3 separate regions of the Mus musculus genome follow, and all the other regions are linked to region 1. Evidence: chromatin contacts called from public promoter capture Hi-C data. All regions are on one chromosome and are shown on one strand. The core of a region is the stretch at or near the end of the contact, and the rest is flanking DNA. Distances in the headings are between cores, read along the strand shown. Region 1 holds the start of B3glct (beta-3-glucosyltransferase). Region 2 holds the start of Katnal1 (katanin p60 subunit A-like 1). Region 3 holds the start of Zar1l (zygote arrest 1-like).

Evidence for each region. Promoter capture Hi-C pulls out the DNA fragments that hold promoters and counts their contacts.
Region 2: a promoter capture Hi-C map of erythroid cells shows a contact between it and region 1, with 5 times the contacts expected there. The contact joins the promoter of Katnal1 here to the promoter of B3glct in region 1. A contact is called at or near these places in 1 of 39 promoter capture datasets (erythroid cells), 1 of 484 Hi-C or Micro-C datasets (CD4 T cells) and 1 of 115 datasets of contacts at active chromatin or transcription factors (astrocytes).
Region 3: a promoter capture Hi-C map of erythroid cells shows a contact between it and region 1, with 7 times the contacts expected there. The contact joins the promoter of Zar1l here to the promoter of B3glct in region 1. A contact is called at or near these places in 2 of 39 promoter capture datasets (the 3T3-L1 cell line and erythroid cells), 1 of 115 datasets of contacts at active chromatin or transcription factors (embryonic forebrain) and 1 of 9 other capture datasets (adipose tissue).

What each region holds. Positions count from the first base shown.
Region 1 is chr5:149,676,674-149,679,530 of GRCm38.p6, forward strand. B3glct (beta-3-glucosyltransferase) reads left to right here and starts at 1,557. Exons shown (of 15, transcript NM_001081204.2): 1 at 1,557-1,706. The coding sequence starts at 1,664.
Region 2 is chr5:148,927,250-148,929,949 of GRCm38.p6, forward strand. Katnal1 (katanin p60 subunit A-like 1) reads right to left here and starts at 1,398. Exons shown (of 11, transcript NM_153572.2): 1 at 1,277-1,398. Gm36446 (a long non-coding RNA gene) reads left to right here and starts at 1,563. Exons shown (of 2, transcript XR_377236.1): 1 at 1,563-1,654; 2 at 1,884-2,373.
Region 3 is chr5:150,516,891-150,519,691 of GRCm38.p6, forward strand. It overlaps Zar1l (zygote arrest 1-like), which reads right to left and starts at 1,269. Exons shown (of 4, transcript NM_001159693.2): 1 at 697-1,269; 2 at 78-170. The coding sequence starts at 1,269.

The DNA of each region.
Region 1 (2,857 bases), core at 307-2,806:
TTACCGTCCAATCTCCTACACTCCTCCTGGAATACAGTCATGTTGGATCATGATGAAAATTTCAATTAAAAATTTGTATTTGATTGACTTTTACTTATGTGCAGATGTGTAACCCTATGTGTAGGCCTGTGCGTGAGATGCCAGTATCTGCAGAAGCCAGAGGCATCAGATGGATCATCGGATCGGCCACTCTGGAGTTTGAGTTACTGGCAGTCATAAGCCAACAAATGTGGATGTAGGAATGGAACTCAGGCCCTCCAGGAGAGTAGTACATGGTCTTAATCACTGAGTCACCTCTCCATCCTTCCAGGATAATTTCAATGAAAAGTCTGATCCACTAAGCCCTCAAAGTTGTTTGCTACCAAAGTAGGGTCCTCAGTTGTGTTACTTGGCTACTAGATTTTTCTCTCTATTTACATCTTGTTTATAGGTACGGTGTCTAACAAAGGGAAGGAATATTTCCTAGGAGAATGCTAGAAAACTTTAGCAATGGGAAACTGTCTATCAGCTTTAGAACTTCCCAAGAAAGCCCAAGGAGTTAAAGCAGCCAACCAAGAATTTGGAAAAACTGTAGCGCTGGTCTTCATCAGTCAAGAGACTGGCACCAGTCAACAAGAAACACACAGAAACTAAGAAATATGACTGCCAAAGTCTTTATGAGCAGGCTTGCCCTAGAGTTTTACTACCTGTGGTTGGGGGAGATGTTCGGTGAGTCATTTGTCCTGTGACCACAGTGGCTGAAAGGCAACTCTAGCTGCCCTCTAGCCTCGCATCATCTAAACACAAGCCAGGGTTGCTCAGTCAGTCTTTTTTACATCCTTGGAGATGCAGGAGAAACTGTGTTTCTGGGAAGGGTCCCTCTAATTCTTCCCTGTAATTGTTTCCCTCTTTGGTTCACTACAATGTAACTGTAAGGTCCTCAGGTGGAACTCTTCCAGGGTGGGAGGGAGACCCTTCAGGATTCTGTGCTGGAAGGAACTCTGCTTATGTGACTTTTCCACCTCACTCTTCTCTGTGTTCTTAATTGATTCATTTTCATCAAGTATCTTGAATACCCTCTCTCTTCCATCACAGTGAACACTCAAAATAACATTAATAAAAATTTAGCTTTACACCAACATCTATTAAGAGCAAAACTCCGGGCCAAAGCTATTAATCAAATTCCATTTAAGAAGAGGATATTAAGTAAATTAGTTGAGCTGATTAAAAACACCTTCATCAAAGTAGAACATCGGTGCCAACAATATTAAGAGTTGAATTATCGATTTTGCTTTTTATAAAAACTGAAGATAGTCCATTAGCAGGGAAGAAAAAAACGATCCTTCTTCCTTCACTTTGAGGACAGTAAGGGTGATCTACTGCTAGGGATGGGGAAAGAAGTTCTGGGAAGCGAAGGGCATGACGGCAGAGTTTGTCAGAGGGTCAGAAAAGAAGCTCTGAGGTCAGATGCCCAGAGGAGGGCGCGGTCCAGCTGGGCAGCAGGACCACCTACAACCGCGCCGGTTGCGAGCGTACACCGGGGCGCTCCCGATCCCGGCCGCCAGAGGGCGCAGCCCGAGCCGGCGCGGCGCCGGGAAGGAGGAGGGGAGCGCGAGAAGGGTCAGGCGCGCAGGGCGTCCGCGCAGCTCGGCTCCGGGAAGGGCGCGGAGCCTCTGCCTCCGGGATGCGGCCTCCCGCGCTGCTGGCGCTGTTCAGCTGCTCCGCGGGTAAGTAGCGAGCGGCCCGGGCGGGCGCGGGGAGGGAGTCCCGGGGCTGCTGGCCACCCCCGCGCGGTTCCGGCTGCCGCCCGCCCCGTCCCGCCCCGTCCCGGCCGCAGCGCCCTCTAGTGGCGCCACCCTCGGCCCGCGCCCTCTCCATCTCCGCCTCCTTCCGCCGGGGCACGCGGGCTGGTGGGGAGGGCGCGGCCGGGTCGGGAGCCAGAGCCGCGCAACTGCTAGAAACTTTACAAGAGGCCGCGCCTTTCCCGCCCCTGCGCGCCGCCCGTGCGCCCTGCGGTGCACACCTCGCGCCCCACTATGAGCACCCCGCCCTGTGCGCCCCCAGCGCCCCGCCGAATGCTTGCCGCGCTCCGCGGTGTGCACTCCGCACTCCACCGTAGCTATCCTACGCCCCACGGCATTCATGCCACGGCCCGCCGTGTGCACTCTGCGCCCCACTGTGTACACTCCGTGCGCCCCACCGTGTGCACCCTCTGCTTGTGCTTACTCCGTGCCCGGCCGTACACCCCCTGCTCTCTACCGTGTGCCCCTGTGTCCCACAGCTGTGCACTCATGGGTCCCATAGTTGTGCATCCCATACCCCTAGATGTGCATCCCCGCGCCCCACCTTGTGCACACCCCTCGATCCTCCATGTGCATTCCCAGTGCCTGGAGGTGCATATCCCAAGTTTCACCCCTCCCGACCTTGAATACCGTATCCCACCTCACCGTGCATACCCCGCATCCCACTGTGTGCACCCCGCTCTCTACCTTGTGCATCCCCCGTGTTCCGCCCTGTGCACCCTGTACCTCCTGTTGTGGACAACCTGCACTCGGCCATGGGCACCCCTTTTCCCACTCCTCCGTATGTACCCTGGATCTCCTGCTGTGCATGACCGGTGTCCCACTATCTACACCCCACCCCCACCCCCGCCCATCGCCCCAGTCAAGCACACACCGTTTTGCCTTAAATACTCCATGCATCCCATCGTGTGTTCCTTGAGACCCTACCCAGCTTTACAGAACCCTGATACAGCCATTAGCACGCCCCAAGGCGCGCCCCCCTCCCCGTATCCCTTGCGTCACCCCCACCCTGTACCCTCAGCTCCTGCAATTTCCCAGAGACCTCCTCTCTTTGTGTACCACTCCCTAGGAACCTA
Region 2 (2,700 bases), core at 148-2,647, 750 kb before region 1:
CACCTCTTGGAGTCTTAGCATTTATATGCCCTCTGAAAAGTCCCCAGAATTCCAAACATCACACAGTCACGGAAACTATCTGGCTGTTGGCAAAAATCACATCCCTTGTACAGCATGAGGCAAATCGCAGTCAACCGCTGTGGACAATCTGAAGCAGCCCAATATCCCAAACCTGGGATTAAAACAAAAACAATTTTTATATTTCTATGTAAATTCCATGTTTAAAAAAAACACCAAAATTCTCACTACACATAATAAAAAGAGGAAATCATCCTGAGCCATGCTTAATATCAGCATCCTGAGACAGACAGGTGAGCTCCAGGACAGCCTGGTTTACACAGTGAGTTCTAGCTAGCCAAAACTACACAGTGAAGCCTGGTCTCTAAAACAAAGAAAAATGTGCATAAATCAATCAGGTATTTTTAAAAAATAGAAACAGAATACAGAACACTTCAGTGTAGTCAAAAGGAGATTGTTCAGAAAGTTCAATAAAATACATTTCTAGTAAAGTTGGCTAGAGGAGAAAGTCAGAAATGAAGGAGAGCTAGCAACAGAAACTTCCAAGGGAGTGAAAGACCAAACAAAGCTTAATGAAATAGACAAGTGTGTGAGATCGCAGCACATCAAAACCCACTAAGAAATCTCATCAGTCAATAAAACCAAGTTCGTTATTTATGACCTCCCCAAAATACTCCAGACCCATCAGCTTCGTGTGTGCGTTCTAGGAAGTGCTTGGGGAAAAAAGAAACAAATGCTAAAGACACTCTCCAGAAAAAGGCAAAAATTAACTAGCCATTGAAAGTTTAACTAGTCTTCAAAGAACCAAAATATGTGTGGGCAACATTTAGGTAGTAAGTGAAGAGTGGAGCCGGAAGGGGGCATTAATTACTCCATGACATTCAACCTCAATAGCTAACATGCAACATATATATATGTATATGTATTCAGACATCACCAAATAACAGTAATATCCTTCATCAGCTTTCACACTTGTCCTTTTAAATATTACTGTCCTCTGAACACACGCTAATGAATGGATTTTATATGCCAAAAGCTCTGAGGTACTTGAAAAATAAGCAGAAATACCTAGAGATTCACAGGGAAAGGCAAAGGCCTTTTAGTGAAGGCTTTGTCGGGTCTCGCATCGACCTTGCGCCATACATACGGTTCTGCACCAAGAGGCAGCACCCTAGGAGGCCCAGGCCCCGCGCGGTGGCGATGGAGCGGGGCCGCGAGTGCAGAGGCTGCGGGGCTGGAGCGCAGCAATGAGGCTCACCTGCGCTACCCCCGCCCGACGCACAGCGCCCAATCCAGCGACCACCCCGGAGCCCCCTGCAGACAAAGAGTCACTTTAACACCATCTGAGTAGCTCCCAATTTATCAGTCTGTCGCCGCGCTCCGGACCGCTGGGCTTTGTAGTTCTCGGCCCGAATCACCCAGCCAAGGCGGCGAGCCTGATGAGCCACCGAACTACAAGACCCATGATACCCTGCGACTGGTGCTACATTCTGCGTGGCTCTCCCGCTTCTCCTCCGGGGGAGCGGCCTGTTGCCGGCGGCCGAGGTCTTGCGGACTGGGGCTGCCCGCCTGGGCTCCGCAACCCGGCTCTCCCTGTCAAGCCCGGCCCCTCGGGCTCACCACTTAGATCCTGCAGGTCAGGGCTGTCAAGGAACGGGGAGGGGCGAGGCGGGGCGCCGTTAGCCGCCGCCCGCCCGGAGTCCGTTAGTTCGCGGCCGGCGCGAAGAGGCGGTGGCTCACGGTTGCCATGGCAGCTGCGGCAGTGCTGCGGAGAGGGCGTGGGGCTGAGTCAGCGTTGGGAAAGGGGGCAGTAGGGAAGGATGCTCAGAGGCGAGTGTGGCGAACACGGAGCCCTCACCCCACAGGATGAGGAACCCGAGACCCTAGGTGGGGCGTGCTGCACCGGCCGGCATCGGGGCGGGACGTGTGCAGCGACAGAGAGCGGCTTCTAAGGAGGCGACCTTGCTGAGCCAGCTCTGTGGATTGGAGGCTGCTCGCAGCCCCCTCCCGCCATCCTCCAGGGAGTGGAGTGAGAACGAGCCATTGCTTAGATAGCGTGTGCACACAGCCTACAGGAGGATTCTGGACTCTGGAACTCGTAAATGGCACTGCTCCCCACCTATTGAATTCGAAGCTATAATGGGTCTTATGCAGAGGTTTGTGCACTCTTCAGTGTACTATGGGCCTGGATTAACAACCTGGCCTTCTAACACAGCTCCTTGGCTAACTGGTTGGTAGCCGATGACCCGAGGCACCTTACCTACCTGCTCTGAACGTTTTAGTCTGCAAAATGGAACTATCTCTGTTCCTGAGAGAAACTTTTATGATAAAACAGAATAAAAGTCTGGCACCTCACACGGTAGCTTTCAGATACTAGTTAATCCAATCGTGATAAAAGTCAAAATATAAGCCGGGCGTGGTGGCGCATGCCTTTAATCCCAGCACTCGGGAGGCAGAGGCAGGTGGATCTCTGAGTTCGAGGCCAGCCTGGTCTACAAAGTGAGTTCCAGGACAGCCAGGGCTATACAGAGAAACCCTGTCTCGAAAAACCAAAAAAAAAAAAAAAAAAAAAAAAAAAAAAAGGTCAAAATATTTGACTAGCAGTTGAAGGTGGATTGGCCGATGGGGAAATTGTCCTGTACCGATTAAAAAGTGCTATATCGCCGGACAGGGGTGGCTCAC
Region 3 (2,801 bases), core at 19-2,518, 840 kb after region 1:
TCCCACTGATGCGCCTGCACCTTCCAGGCCTCCGTGCCCCTCCCCCCACGCATGCCCCACCTCTCACACTTGCTTACCTTGTTGGTACCTGAGATACACCACACATAAGCACTCTCCCATCTCCTCTTACAATCTTTACAGTGAAAATAGCCATATTTTAGTTCCAAAAACTGAAAAGAAATTCAAATGGAAGTATTTTATTAACGGGGGTCAGGAGAAGAAGAGTGTAGATCCTTGTTTCGTAATTGATGGCTTAACGCAACAGCATCTACTTCTTGGACCTTGCTTTCAGCTATTCTCTACAGAGCCGTTAATTTAGCTTCTAGGCTCGCAGCCCTAGGATGTTTCCTGTCCATTTCCCGCAACACCAACAGCAACATCTCCAAAAATAAAAATCTAGGTTCACCTTTCACACACTCGAAGCTTACTGTCGGCCTCATCTTCACCAGAAATAACGACAAGACTTTTTAAAATTAGGCTCCATGCCTATATTACCAAAATTTGAAAAACACCCAGACCATGTAAACAAAGTACATGCTTCCAGAACGCCACCTTCCTCGCCCAAGAAAAGGTAGAAATAGCACTTACCGATCTGGAAATGGAAGGAGGGAGGACCCTGCTGGTGGGGGGCTGAGCAGAGAGAAAGAAGCCAGCTAAAAGCGGAGCTTCCCAAATGAGCTCTGCGCGTGCACATACCTGCTTTCCCTTCCTGTCCTGAGGGCTGTGGGCATATTCCTCCCCCAATTCCTTCAGCCGTGGGAACTGCTCCTCACGATCCCGGCTCCATGTAGGTAGCAGCAGCTGACTGGCCTCTGTAGGTCCTGTGAGCTCCTCCTGGCTTTCCTCGTCTTCCCCATCCTGGGGTCGCCGGATCAAGGCTCTCCGCCCTACTTCCCAAGCTTCGGTGGGCTTCCTGGAGCTGGTTCTGTCCGAGAGGGAGCTGCTGTGGAGGGTCTGTGACCCCTGTGAGCACTGCACTGACTTGTCCACTCGAAGGCTCACCTGTACGCCCACCTCCGTGGTGTGGACACTGCGTAGCCATAGACTCAGGTTGGGGTCCATCTGAGTGGAAACGGCCTGAAGCTGAGCCCTGTTGTAAGGGTTCATACAGGACTGCGAGACATTTGCTGGTACCCTAAGCCTGGCTAGGAAAATGGGAGCTCCCATATTCTGTGGCCAGTTTTGCTGTTGACAGTGTCTCCAGGGGCCAGGGTAGGTCAAAGGGTCTGTGGTCCCATAGCCACAGGGAACACAGAAAAGACGCTCCATTTGAGGGGAGGGGGGAGTTTCCTCCCTCACCCTCCTCTTCCTCTTTGTAGATTTGATTCGGGTTCACCCAGGTTTCTTAATTTATTCCAGAGCGGGAGCAGCCAGTTAGCTCCCTAATTGAAGTCACCTAGGAGATGACTAATTGTTTTCCCTACCTTTCCAATCAGCAGTGCTCACTAATTTTTTTTCTCTCTCAAGGTTGTTTTTCATTTCTGACTTCTTCACACATGCTTTAACTAGTAATTTCACTCACTTATTCTCTTGGTGACGACTTTGTTGATCTGGTATCAGTGGGTGAGGATATAAATTAGTATAGGTATTATGGAAACTAACACGGAGTCTCCTCAAGAATTAGCAATTGGCTGTGCTGTAGTGGAGCCTTTAATCCCAGCACTTGGGAGTCAGAGGCAGGTGGATCTCTGAGTTGGAGGCAAGCCTGGTCTACAGAGTGAGTTCCAGGACCGCCAGGGCTACACAGAGAAACCTTGTCTTGAAACACTTGCCATCAAAAATAATAATAATAATAATTAAAAATAAAGATTTAAAAATAGGAGGGCAGGAGAGATGTCTCAGTGGTTCATATTGCATCATATTGCAAAGTGCTCATAGCAACTTGGATTCCCAGTCACTGGGTGGCTCACAAACACCTGTAACTCCAGCTGGTAGCTGACATCCTCTTCTGGATATAACTTACACTCACGTACATAGACACACATTCACAGGCACATACATACTTTTTTTTAAAGATTTATTTATTTTTATTTATATGAGTGCACTATAGCTGTCTTCAGACACACCAGAAGAGGGCATCGGAACCCATTACAGAAGGTTGTGAGTCACCATGTGGGTTGCTGGGAATTGAACTCAGGACCTCTGGAAGAGCGGTCAGTGCTCTTAACCACTGAGCCATCTCTCCAGCCCACACACATACCTTTTAAAACTAGATAAATATATCTTTTAAAAGACATTTTCTTATTTAACATATATCTGCATGTATACCTGCGTGCCAGAAGAGAGTTCAGATCTCATTATAGATGGTTGTGAGCCACCATGTGGTTGCTGGGAATCAAACTCAGGACCTCTAGGAAGAACAGCCAGTGCTCTTAACTGCTGAGCCATCCCTCCAGCCCTATCCTTTTTTTAAAAAATAGAACCACCGACCTAGCAATCCCATTATTTGTATGCATATGCAAAGAAAGTGAAATCAATTAAGAGATTCTGCCCTCATCCTCATCCAAGAGTCAAACTCTGGAAGCAACCTACATATCAGATGACAGATGAGTAAAGAAACTGCCATATAAATGGGAATTTTAATCAGTCATTGAACAAGAAAGAAAAAGCATGTGTGGTGGTATAGGCCTTGTCATTCCAGAACCCAAAAGGCTGAGGCAGGAGACTCACAAGTTCGAGACCAGCCTAGCTACACAGCCAGAACCTGTTTTGTTTGTTTGCTTGTCTGTTTTTGTTTGGGATGAACCTGGAGGACATTATGTTAAGTGCAATAAGCTATACAGAAAAAAGATTTTATTACA